2 separate regions of the Sus scrofa genome follow, and region 1 is linked to region 2. A link is a contact called in public Hi-C data. All regions are on one chromosome and are shown on one strand. The core of a region is the stretch at or near the end of the contact, and the rest is flanking DNA. Distances in the headings are between cores, read along the strand shown. Region 1 holds the start of LOC100627091 (zinc finger protein 227). Region 2 holds the start of ZNF404 (zinc finger protein 404).

Evidence for each region. Hi-C and Micro-C count contacts between places; a contact is called where the count stands out from the background.
Region 1: a contact with region 2 is called in a Hi-C map of skeletal muscle, with 2.1 times the contacts expected there. The contact joins the promoter of LOC100627091 here to the promoter of ZNF404 in region 2. A contact is called at or near these places in 5 of 47 Hi-C or Micro-C datasets (epiblast stem cells, heart right ventricle and skeletal muscle) and 1 of 2 datasets of contacts at active chromatin or transcription factors (alveolar macrophages).

What each region holds. Positions count from the first base shown.
Region 1 is chr6:50,816,353-50,821,963 of Sscrofa11.1, forward strand. It overlaps LOC100627091 (zinc finger protein 227), which reads left to right and starts at 3,004. Exons shown (of 4, transcript XM_013988660.2): 1 at 3,004-3,076; 2 at 3,546-3,705.
Region 2 is chr6:50,717,861-50,723,386 of Sscrofa11.1, forward strand. ZNF404 (zinc finger protein 404) reads right to left here and starts at 3,673. Exons shown (of 5, transcript XM_005655939.3): 1 at 3,573-3,673; 2 at 2,664-2,743. It overlaps ZNF45 (zinc finger protein 45), which reads left to right and starts at 3,760. Exons shown (of 7, transcript XM_021094497.1): 1 at 3,760-3,896.

The DNA of each region.
Region 1 (5,611 bases), core at 1,754-4,253, 98 kb after region 2:
GGTCTAATCAGAGCTGTTGCTTCTGGCCTATGCCAGAGCCACAGCAATGCCAGATCTGAGCTGTGTCTGTGACCTACACCACAGCTCATGGCAACGCCAGATCCTTAACCCACTGAGCGAGGCCATAGATCGAACCTGAAACCTCATGGTTCCTAGTCAGATTTGTTTCCACTGCACCACAACAGGGAACTCCAAGTTTGTGTTTTTAATCTCTATGCTGTACCTTTTTTTTTTTTTAATTGTAGGAAATAGTCTTGTGTATAGTTTAAGGAAGTCTGTTTGCTATTAGGTTTGTGAGGTGGTTTGGGGCTTTGTAGTTTATATCCTCATTATAGGACTGTATGCCCGTATAGAGAGATTAGGAAATATATAAATATAAGAGAGAAAGAATTGGAGTTCTCTGGGGGCTCAGTGGGTTAAGGATCTGGCATTGTCACTGCTGTGGCTCTGGTTATGCTGTGGCATGGGTTTGATCACTGGACTGGGAATTTCTGCATGCTGCCAGTGTGGCAAAATAAGTAATAATAAAAATTACCATAACATCAGGATTTAGAGATAACCACTGTTAATGGTTTTAATGCATTTGCATCGGAGCTGTATTATACATGGTATTTCTTCCTTAAATTTTTATTAAGGCCCAAATATACACAGAGAAAATAGCATAATAAAACCTTCCCCCCACCCTCATCAGCCATCTGCAACCCTCGTGAATGTTTTGCCCATCTTGTATCCATTCCCCTTCTCACACAAAATGCTTTGGGGGAGATTGGGAGGAGGAAGAGCTAAAATCGTTTGTTTTGTCTTTTTTTTTAGGGCCACACCTGCGGCATATGGAAGTTCCCAGGCTAGGGGTGGAATCGGAGCTGTAGCTGCCAGCCTATGCCCCAGCCACAGCAAGGCAAGATCCAAGTCACGTCTGTGACCTACACCACAGCTTGAGGCAAGGCCAGATCCTTAACTGAATGCAGCCAGGGATCAAACCGTCTTCCTCATGCATACTAATCAGGCTCATTACCGATGAGCCACAACAAAAACTACTAAAATAGTTTAAACTGAAAACATCCCCAGTCATGGAGTCACCAGAATTTAAAATCCATTAGCGTAAATTGATATGTGGAGAGCAAAAGAAAGCAACTGTTAATAACTTCAGGATTTTCATAGGTGGCAACCAAGAAGATCAAGTATGTATAGAAGAAAGCTAAGGGACATAGAAACAGTGAGATTTGGAGAGCAATAATTATTTATTTATTTTGGTGGCTTAAAATATAAAGGCTCAATTCCTGCTCATGTTATAAAAGTATGGAACACTTCACAAATTTTTGTGTCATCCTTGCACAGGGGCCATGCTAATCTTCTCTGTATCATTCCAATTTTAGTATATGTGCTTCGAAAGCGAGCACTGGAGAGCAATAATTACGAATTTATTTATTTTTTCTTTTTCTTTCTTTTCTTTTTTTTTGGCTACACCAATGGCACACCGAAGTTTCTGGGCCAGGGATCAAACCCACACCACAGCAGTGACAACACCAGGGAACTCCTGGATTTGGTTTCTTTATTTGGAACTTGACTTGAAAGTCTTCTGTATCTTGGTTTCTGATGTGTCTCTTCTTTAGCTAATGTGCTCCTTTGTTGAGGGAGAATGTCCCGTTCTTTAGAGTGTGCTTAGCAACCAGTGGGAGACTGGCAGATGAAGTTCTTCAGTGTTTGTGGCTGGTGTAGCCACTCAACATCCTGAAACAGGGGCTTGCAGTTCAGTTAGATTTTATTCAGAATTCCTGAAATGGATTTAAGGAAACAATAAAGGGGAACAATAGAACCTTTAGTGATCCTTTTATCTCACTTTCATCGGTTGCAAAATTGACCAATTTTTTCATAGCATTCAAAAGTTGACATACAATTATTGATAATATTTTAGATCATTAAAATATTCTAAATAAGAATGACCACCCATAACAAGTTAGCAAATATTCTTCTCAAAGGATAAACACAGGATACATAAATTAGAGACAGTCAAAATGGATACTAGTTAGGTTCCTCACTGCTGAGCCACGACGGGAACTCCATTCTTTTTTTTTTTTTTGGTCTTTTTTTGTCTTTTTGACTTTTCTGGGGCCGCTCCCACGGCGTATGGAGGTTCCCAGGCTAGTGGTCCAATCGGAGCTGTAGCCACTGGCCCACATCAGACCCACAGCAACGCGGGATCGGAGCCGCGTCTGCGCCCTACACCACGGCTCACAGCAACGCTGGATCCTTAATGCATTGAGCAAGGCCAGGGATCGAACCCGAAACTTCATGGTTCCTAGTTGGATTCGTTAACCACTGAGCCGCGATGGGAACTCCTATTTTTTTTTTTGGTCTTCCATTCTTTTTGTATATAAAAAGTATCTAAAAATGCATTATCAAGGCTCTTATCCACCACCCCCCCCTTTTTTTTTTTCCTGGTAGGGTTTCTTACAGTCCTTTTAAGATTCTGACCCTTCAGGAGTTCCTGTGATGGCGCAGCAGAAACGAATCTGACTAGAAACCATGAGGTTGCAGGTTCAATCCCTGGCCTCGCTCTGTGGGTTAAGGATCTGACGTATCCATGAGCTGTGGTGTAGGCTGCAGACACGGCTCGGATCTGGCGTTGCTGTGGGGCTGGCGTAGGCTGGCAGCTACAGCACCGCTAGCCTGGGAACCTCCATATGCCGTGGGTGCGGCCCTAAAAAGACCAAAGATATAAAAAAATAAAGACAATGACTCTTCAAATACTTCCTATCAATGAGAAAGAACTAGGGCAGCTGGCATCAGAGAACTGCTTCAGGTCCTCCGAGTGAAGGTGTCTCTGAAAGTTGCTGGCTGAGAACTCCCTGGAGTTCATGTTGTTCCGTTTCCTTTAGAACCTCTAAGTGGGCGGGGAAGGCCCTTCCTTCCCTTGGAGTTCTGGGAAATGTATTCCCCCAACCCTGTCCCGACGCAAGGGTCTGCGGCCCTTGGTTCATGGGCCTTCTGGGAAGTGTAGTTCCGGGGAGCTCGGTAGTCAGACGCTCTTCCGGCCCGGGAAAAGGACGCAGCCACCATCTTTATGGTCCAGGAGGTGAGTCAACCCTGCTCTCCTACGACCCCTCTGAGCCTTTTCGGCCAGAGCGTGGGGACTAGTCGCTACCTAGTCGGCTGTCTTAGGATGGAGAAGTCGCGGCCCCCGGTGGAGGCTGAGAGGCGGCGGGCGGAAGTGTGGATTCCCTTTGCTTTCCTCCTCCGCTTACGACGCAGCGCTGCTACTTCTACCGGTATAATATCTGGCTAGTTGTTATCCGTGCCCACTGCTTTCCTCTATAAGATAGCGAGAGATGGTAACTGCTGGGTGGGGTTGTGATTAGAATTAAGTGAGATCTGTCAACAGCTTAGATCGCCGGTAGCGCTTAACGTGTTGGCTCTTGCTATTGATACAGTTAATTTTCCCACCAGCGCCGTTTTGACTGGACGCCCCAGTAGCAATGCCATGGCCCTTCTGTCATCCATCAGGAGGCCGAGCTCTTCCCGAGCTTTTACTGATCTCTTTTTAGGAAGCACTGAGTCACTCCGCGCTAGTGCTTGGGGATGTCCGCTGCAGTTCTTCCGGGAGACGGACGTAGTCGCGCTGTCCCACCGCATTGTATTCTTCGCCACTCCTGAGTTCGGAGAGGGGAAGGAGGCCCTTTTTGCCCTCTCTCACCGTAGCCCCAGGTAAATATTACTGAAAGCTCCTTCTTGTTCTGGCATCAGTTCTCAGTTAATCCGCAGGTTTCCTTCATTCAGTAAATTATTACTAAGAAAATGTTATTTGTTGAATAAACCTGAGACTGTTTAATCTGCTTGTTAATATGTATGTTTGGATTTCTCTCCCACTTACATACATTTTAAAGATACAAAAATAAAAATAAATGTTTTAAAGTATATATATGATATATAAATATTTCGTTAAAGTACTCTATATATACTTTAAAATATTCTGCTTATTCATTTTGAAAATCTTTAAAGTATTTTTATAATATATATTCAAATTCACTGTGCTATCCATTTTTTTTCCCTCCTTTATTGTCTTCACTTCAGTTTATTCCCTTTTATTTACCCTCAGCTGATTTGGAAATTATATGGTCTTGTATTCTGACTTTTAAAAATGGTATTTGTGGGAGTTCCCGTCGTGGCGCAGTGGTTAACGAATCCGACTAGGAACCATGAGGTTGCGGGTTCGGTCCCTGCCCTTGCTCAGTGGGTTAACGATCCGGCGTTGCCGTGAGCTGTGGTGTAGGTTGCAGACACGGCTCGGATCCTGCGTTGCTGTGGCTCTGGCGTAGGCCGGTGGCTACAGCTCCAATTCAACCCCTAGCCTGGGAACCTCCATATGCCGCAGGAGCGGCCCAAGAAATAGAAACAACAACAACAACAACAACAACAAAAAAGACAAAAAAAAAAAAGTGGTATTTGTCTCAACAAATACTGAATTTAATCGGCATGTTCACTCATTCCCCCCCAAAAAAAGAGAGACTGAAAATATATTTGAAATTTGATGGTGCTCCCCCTTACCACCTTTTTTTTAATTGTAGGCTTTTTTTTTTTTTTTAAATAACCACACTCAAAATTTGTCATATTGTCCTTGGAAGTTTTTTTTTTTTTTTTTTTTAACAAAGATTGTACCAACATGCTTACATGTTTTTTTAGTTGTTGTGGTTGTTTTTCTCTTTTTGCCTTTTCTAGGGCCGCTCCCAGCAAATGGAGGTTCCCAGGCTAGGGGTCCAATTGGAGCTGTAGCTGCTGGCCTACACCAGAGCCACAGCAGCGCGGGATCTGAGCCGAGTCTGTGACCTACACCACAGCTCACGGCAACACAAGATCCTTAACCCACTGAGCGAGGCCAGGAATGGAACCCACAACCTCATGGTTCCTAGTTGGATTCATTAACCACTGAGCCACGATGGGAACGCCTGCTTACATGTTTTCTTACCATTGCTTCCTTCAGGGTTCATTTAGTCATAAATTTTCTTTGTTTCTTTTTTTTTTTTTTTTTTCCAGCTGTAATGTCTTTGTCTTCTCTTATGTAAATAATCATTTAGATTAATCATCATAGATGTTAAGGTGACGATTTTTTTTCTTTGTTTTGGAGACATTCAGTTGTTTTTTATTTTTTATTTTTATTTTTTGCTTATTTAGGACCACACCTCGGCATATGGAAGTTCCAAGGCTAGGGGTGGAGTTGGAGCTGTAGCTGCCTAAGCCACAGCAACTCAGATCCGAGCTGCATCTATGACCTGCAGCACAGCTCTTGGCAATGCCAGATCCCCAACTGAGCGATGCCTAGGATTGAACCTGCATCCTCATGGATACTAGTTGGGTTCGTTTCTGCTGAGCCACAATGGGAACTCCTGTTTTCCTTGTTTCTTGATTTTTATTTTGTCTCTTTTTCTTTTGTCTGTGTGTGTGTTTTCATCTCCATGCACATAGGATAAAAGCTTTCTACCAATAAGCCTTTTCTGGCTTCACTGAAATAAATCGACTTAAGTGATACTTTTTGGAAAACTAATATGAGTGTGGGTAAAATGTTATTAGCTGGGCAACAAATTGTTAAGAAATTTTAAGTCAGAATTAGAGCTTT
Region 2 (5,526 bases), core at 2,423-4,922:
GACACTGATATACATCCCTGGGCTATACAGTAGGTTCTTGTTATTTACCTGTTTTATACATAGTAGTGTGTATCTGTTAATCCCAAACTCTTCATTTTACTCCCCTCTTTCCCCTACGGTAACCATAAGTTTGTTTTCTATGTGAGTCTGTTGCTGTTTTGTATATAAGCTCATTTATCATGTGATGAAATACTAAGCAGCCATTAAATGCTAAGTTTGAGAAACTGTTAAGGGAATGAAAATATTCAAAATATTGTGTCAGTTAAAAAAATAAGTTGGAGTTCCCGTGGTGGCTCAGTGGTTAATGAATCCAACCAGGAACCAGGAGGTTGCGGGTTCGATCCCTGGCCTTGCTCAGTGGGTTAAGGATCTGGTGTTGCCATGAGCTGTGGTGTAGTTTGCAGACGTGGCTCGGATACCGCGTTGCTGTAGCTCTGGCATAGGCTGGTGGCTACAGCTCCCATTCAACCCCTAGCCTGGGAACCTCCATATGCCACAGGAGCAGCCCCCAAAATGGCAAAAAGACAAAAAAAAAAATAGGTTACAGGGAGTTCCTGTTGTGGTGCAGTGGGTTTAGAATCTGACTGCAGTAGCCTAGGTGTGGGTTTGATCCCCGGCCTGGATCAGTGGGTTAAAGGATCCAGTACCGCCACAGCTGTGGTGTAGAGGTCACAGCTGCAGCTTGGATTCAATCCCTGGCCTGTGAATCTGTTTCTGTTTTGTAATAAAGTTCATTTGTATCATTTAAAATTAGATTCCATATATAAGTGGTATCACATGATATTTATCTTTCCTTGTCTGACTTATTTCACTTAGTATGATATCTCTAGGTCCATCCGTGTTGCTGCAAATGGCACTGTTTCATTCTTTTTTTATGGCTGAGTAACATGCCATTGTAGGAGTTTCCGTCATGGCTCAGCAGTCATGAACCCAACTAGTATCCAAGAGGACGTGGGTAGGATCCCTAGCCTCACTTAGTGGGTTAAGGATACAGTGTTGCTGTGAGCTGTGGTGTAGGTCAAAGATGTGGCTTGGATCCTGCATTGCTGTGGCTATGGTGTAGGCCAGCAGCTACAGCTCCAATTAGACCCCTAGCTTGGAATGTCCATATGCCGTGGGTACAGCCCTAAAAAAACAACAAAAAAAATGCCATTGTATATATATACCACATATTTTTCTATCCATTCCTCTTCTGATGGACAATTAGGTAGCAAACTGTTTTTGAACAAGGCCAGCAGGTGATGCACCTGCCATTTGAGAACCAACGTGGTCCTTTTAAAAATAGCTGCTGTGGGGTTTTTTGGTTTTGTTTTTATTTCTCTTCTAGCCACACTCACAATACATGGAAGTTCCCAGGCCAGGGATCCAATACCAGATCCTTCAACCCACTGCACCAGCCATGGATTGAACCCACACCTCCATAGTGACCTGAGCCGCTGCAGTCAGGTTCTTGCCACTGTGCCACAGCAGGAACTCCAACAGTTGCTGTGTTTTTACTGAAAGGTTTGATTTCATTTTGATCAGTGCCCAGTACCTGAACCAACCCTAATTTGTTTGCCTATAGAAATGTGTGTCTGTGTAAACTAGAGACTTTGATGCTCTGTGTGTATTAATGGGAGTCTCAAGGCTGCTTCCTAGTATATGTTCCCAATCGATAGGTTTATTTTGCTTCTTCTTCTTCTTCTTTTTTTTTTTTTTTTTTTTTTTTTTTTTTTGTCTTTTTGCCTTTTCTAGGGCCGCTCCTGTGGCATATGGAGGTTCCCAGGCTAGGGGTTTAATCGGAGCTGTAGCCGCCGCCTACACCACAGCCGCAGCAACATGGGATCCAAGCCACATCTGCAACCTACACCACAGCTCACGGCATCGCCAGATCCTTAACCCACTGAGCAAGGCCAGGGATCAAACCTGCAACCTCATGGTTCCTAGTTGGATTCATTAAGCACTGCACCACAATGGGAACTCCAGGTTTATTTTGCTTCTGAATCTGTCCTTCTAGCCACAATGTCCTGCAAACAGCTGTTGAGACATTTTGTCACATTTAATGTTATTATGCATTTACCATCATTAGAATAAAACCTCTAAGGTGTAAAATCCATTTTCCTTCACAGGGTTCTCATAATTTGATCATATTGAGGCATCACTGCTCTAGACAGAATAATATCTCTTCTCTCAATTCCCAAGGCAGCTCACCTCAATTTCCCGAGTGGAATTTGAGATCCTCTATCTTGCTTATTCCTGTTTTTTTCATGTCTTTACTGGATAACAAGTCATTTGAAGATAGCAACTACACCTTTTCATCATTATATGCCAATGAGTACAAGTATAAATGTCTGGTATTTGACTCAAATTTCAAACTAGTAAGTTCATCCTTAGCTTAGGACTGTAAAAGGACATAAAGACCTATGCATAATGATGTTCATTAAAGACTAGTTTAGTACATTAGTTTTTAGCCAACAATAGAAACATAATAGCTAATCGTAGAACATGGGTTAAATTAATTATGGAGAGAAGGGCTTGGGGACCCTGATAAGGGTGATTCATCTGCATGGCCCTGCAATTTATAGATATGTCACTATTAGGCAGGACATTTCAGCAGAAGGAAAAGATGGATTCATGCCTTTAAAATTAAAGTGTGTTTTATGAATAATGAGGAAACAACTCACCTGAACTTAAACTTTTAGATGTGTAACAAAAATTCTTTCCTCTCTCAGGATCCTTTTTTAAATTTAAGAGACCAGCAGCACTGGGAAAAAAGAAGGCAATCATGAGCCATCAGGATTTTCTTGGACTGCATATTCATTTACAAAACACCCTCCCTCCATGACCAGACCCTCTCACCCAGGCCATCACACACAACCAGATGGGAGTAGAAAGGGGAGTGGAACAGTGTTGACTTTCCCCAGTATAAGAGAGGCCAGGGTCATTGATGTCTAGTTCACAGTAGGTTCCTGGGGCCAGAAATGCTGTGGTTGTGAAACATACAGCCGGACCCCTTGGAACTTTCAAGGGGGGTCCTTCCAAGGAGGGAATCCTACTCCTGGGACCTCATCATCAAGTCTTCCCAAAGGCCTGTCTTGGGGCTTCAACCAACTTCAGGAAATCTCATCTCATGATCGAATCTGTGTCTTCTCGCTGGGATCCTCCATTATTTCATTCTAAACCTCAGCATCTGGCTTTCACCCTTTACCGGGTTCAGACCCCAAGTGGCTGTGAGGCGAGAGGGCTGAGGAATCTGCCGAGCTAGAGCCTGGAGTTCCAGTGACAGCCCTCACGGCCACACAAACTTCGCTCATCCATATGCCATGCAGTTAAATAACAACCTCCCAGTTAAATAATGACGGGCACATCGTCAAGAAGACACGTCTACACACACCCACACACTCTCCGCAGGCATAAAAATCTCTGCTGTTCAGGCAGACAAGGGCCCGAGGCTCGAGGCCCGACACGCCCTGTCCGCGCCCAAAGCATCCTCGCCTTGAGCACCTGTCCCCCCAACCGCGGGTTCCTGTCAGCTGCAGTCGGGGATTGTGGAAGCCTTCGCCGATTTTTATCTATGGATATGATCTACTTACCACGTAGGTACCACAGCTGCTCGGCCACCGGAAGAGGACCCGGGGACCGAGGTTGCTGTCAGCCCGGTGCCTTCTGGGAAATGCAGTCCCGCCCGCAAGGGCCTGGCGCCGGAGACCCGCGGTGCGCAGGCGCAGGCGTGTGGCTGCGCTTCGCGGAGAAAGACCAGAATTCGGGAGGGTGGTGGTTTCCGGTGGTCCCGCGTGGAAGGGCGAGTGGGATCTGAGTCCAGGCGGTAGGAGGCCGAGCAGGCGCTGAGGAACTTGAGAGTCTCAAACCTGCGTGCAGGAGGAGGCGGCAGGCTCCTGGGTGCGGCGGTCCCCTGGGTATGAGCTCTGTGGACTTGAATCTTTCATTCCCCACCAAGGTAGCATCAGCACCTGCAGTAGCGCCGGGAGCACAGCTGGCGTTAAGTGTGCATTTGTTTAAAGAAAGGACGCCTGGGCGTGTGTAGGTGTTGGCGTTTTCATTCTCGGTGACATTGTGGGACCCATTATAGGTCTGTAACCATGTAGATGGGGTTGTGTTTTTGCTTGTGGTTTGTTTCCTAGTGTGGATATGAAAATGGTTAATGTTTCAGATTTTGAGATATGATAAAACTTGTTAAGCACCCTTCCTCCCCACTCCTCCATCCCCACCTGAAATTCTTGTGCCGTCACTTGTCTTTCTCTCCTTTGGAGGCCAGGTGTGGCAAACTTTTGCCAAAGGCATATTAGAGAAGCCGACTCATCCAGTAGACACAGTAGGAAAAATGTCTAGGGCCCACAGTACTTTTAGGGGCCCATAAAAAAGTCTTTTTTTTTTTTTTTTTTCCTTTCTAGGGTCGCACCTAAGGCATGTGGAAATTCCTGGGCTGGGGGTGGAATGGTTCTTTCCCTGGCTGTCTGGGCACCTTGGGAATGAAGTTTGAATATGTGTTTTAGTCTCCTAATAAAATTTTCTTTCCCAGACTCTTTGGGAATAGGTAGTAAAAAGTTTGAGTGTTTTTGTGACTATTGAATTATGTAATAATACATTTTTGAGGTCCATGAGACTCTGACTTTAGTTATGAGATTATATGTTTTTATCTGTGAGTATGACTTAAAATTAAGGTGAGGTTTTGGAAGATATGCTTTTCTTATGTGTGCTTTCTGTGGATATTGTGAATGTGGATCACTGTGTGAACAGGCTTATTGACTGAGAAACTGCATGACTCTGAACTGAATATGTGTGATTTTAATTATATGAATATAGAACCCTGTGATAGTATATCATTGCATATGTTTGTGAGTGACTGTAAGCCACTTTACTCCTCTCAACAGTGAAAGAGAGAAATGTTGCATCTTTTTGGAGCAGTGACTTCAAGATTTGGATAAAAAGGATTTCTATTTATCTGGCAAATCATTTGTGTTTTTTGTTTTGTTTTGCTTTGCTTTGCTTTGTTTTGTTTTGTTTGTTTTTTGCACCTGCAGTGTATTGAAGTTCCAAACTCATAGGCACTTTCCCACCCCAGAGGTAGCCATTACTGCAACTTCTGTTATAGATCAATTTTACCATTTTTTTTTTTTGGTCTATTTTTTTAGGGCCACAGGTGTGGCATATGGAGGTTTCCAGGCTAGGGGCTGAATTAGAGCTACAGCTGCTGTTCTATGCCACAGCCACAGCAACACAGGATCCAAGCCGCGTCTGCGACCTACACCACAGCTCACGGCAGTGCCAGATCCCCGACCCACTGAGCGAGGCCAGGGATCGAACCCACATCCTCATGGATGCTAGTCAGATTTGCTTCCACTGAGGCGCAATGGGAACTCCATCATTTGTGTATTTTATATTTGATCGGATAGGTGTTTTTTTTTTAATAGGAATTTTATTTTATTTTTTATTTATTTTTTGGTCTTTTTGCTATTTCTTTGGGCCGCTCCCGTGGCATATGGAGGTTCCTGGGCTAGGGGTCGAATTGGAGCTGTAGCCACGGCC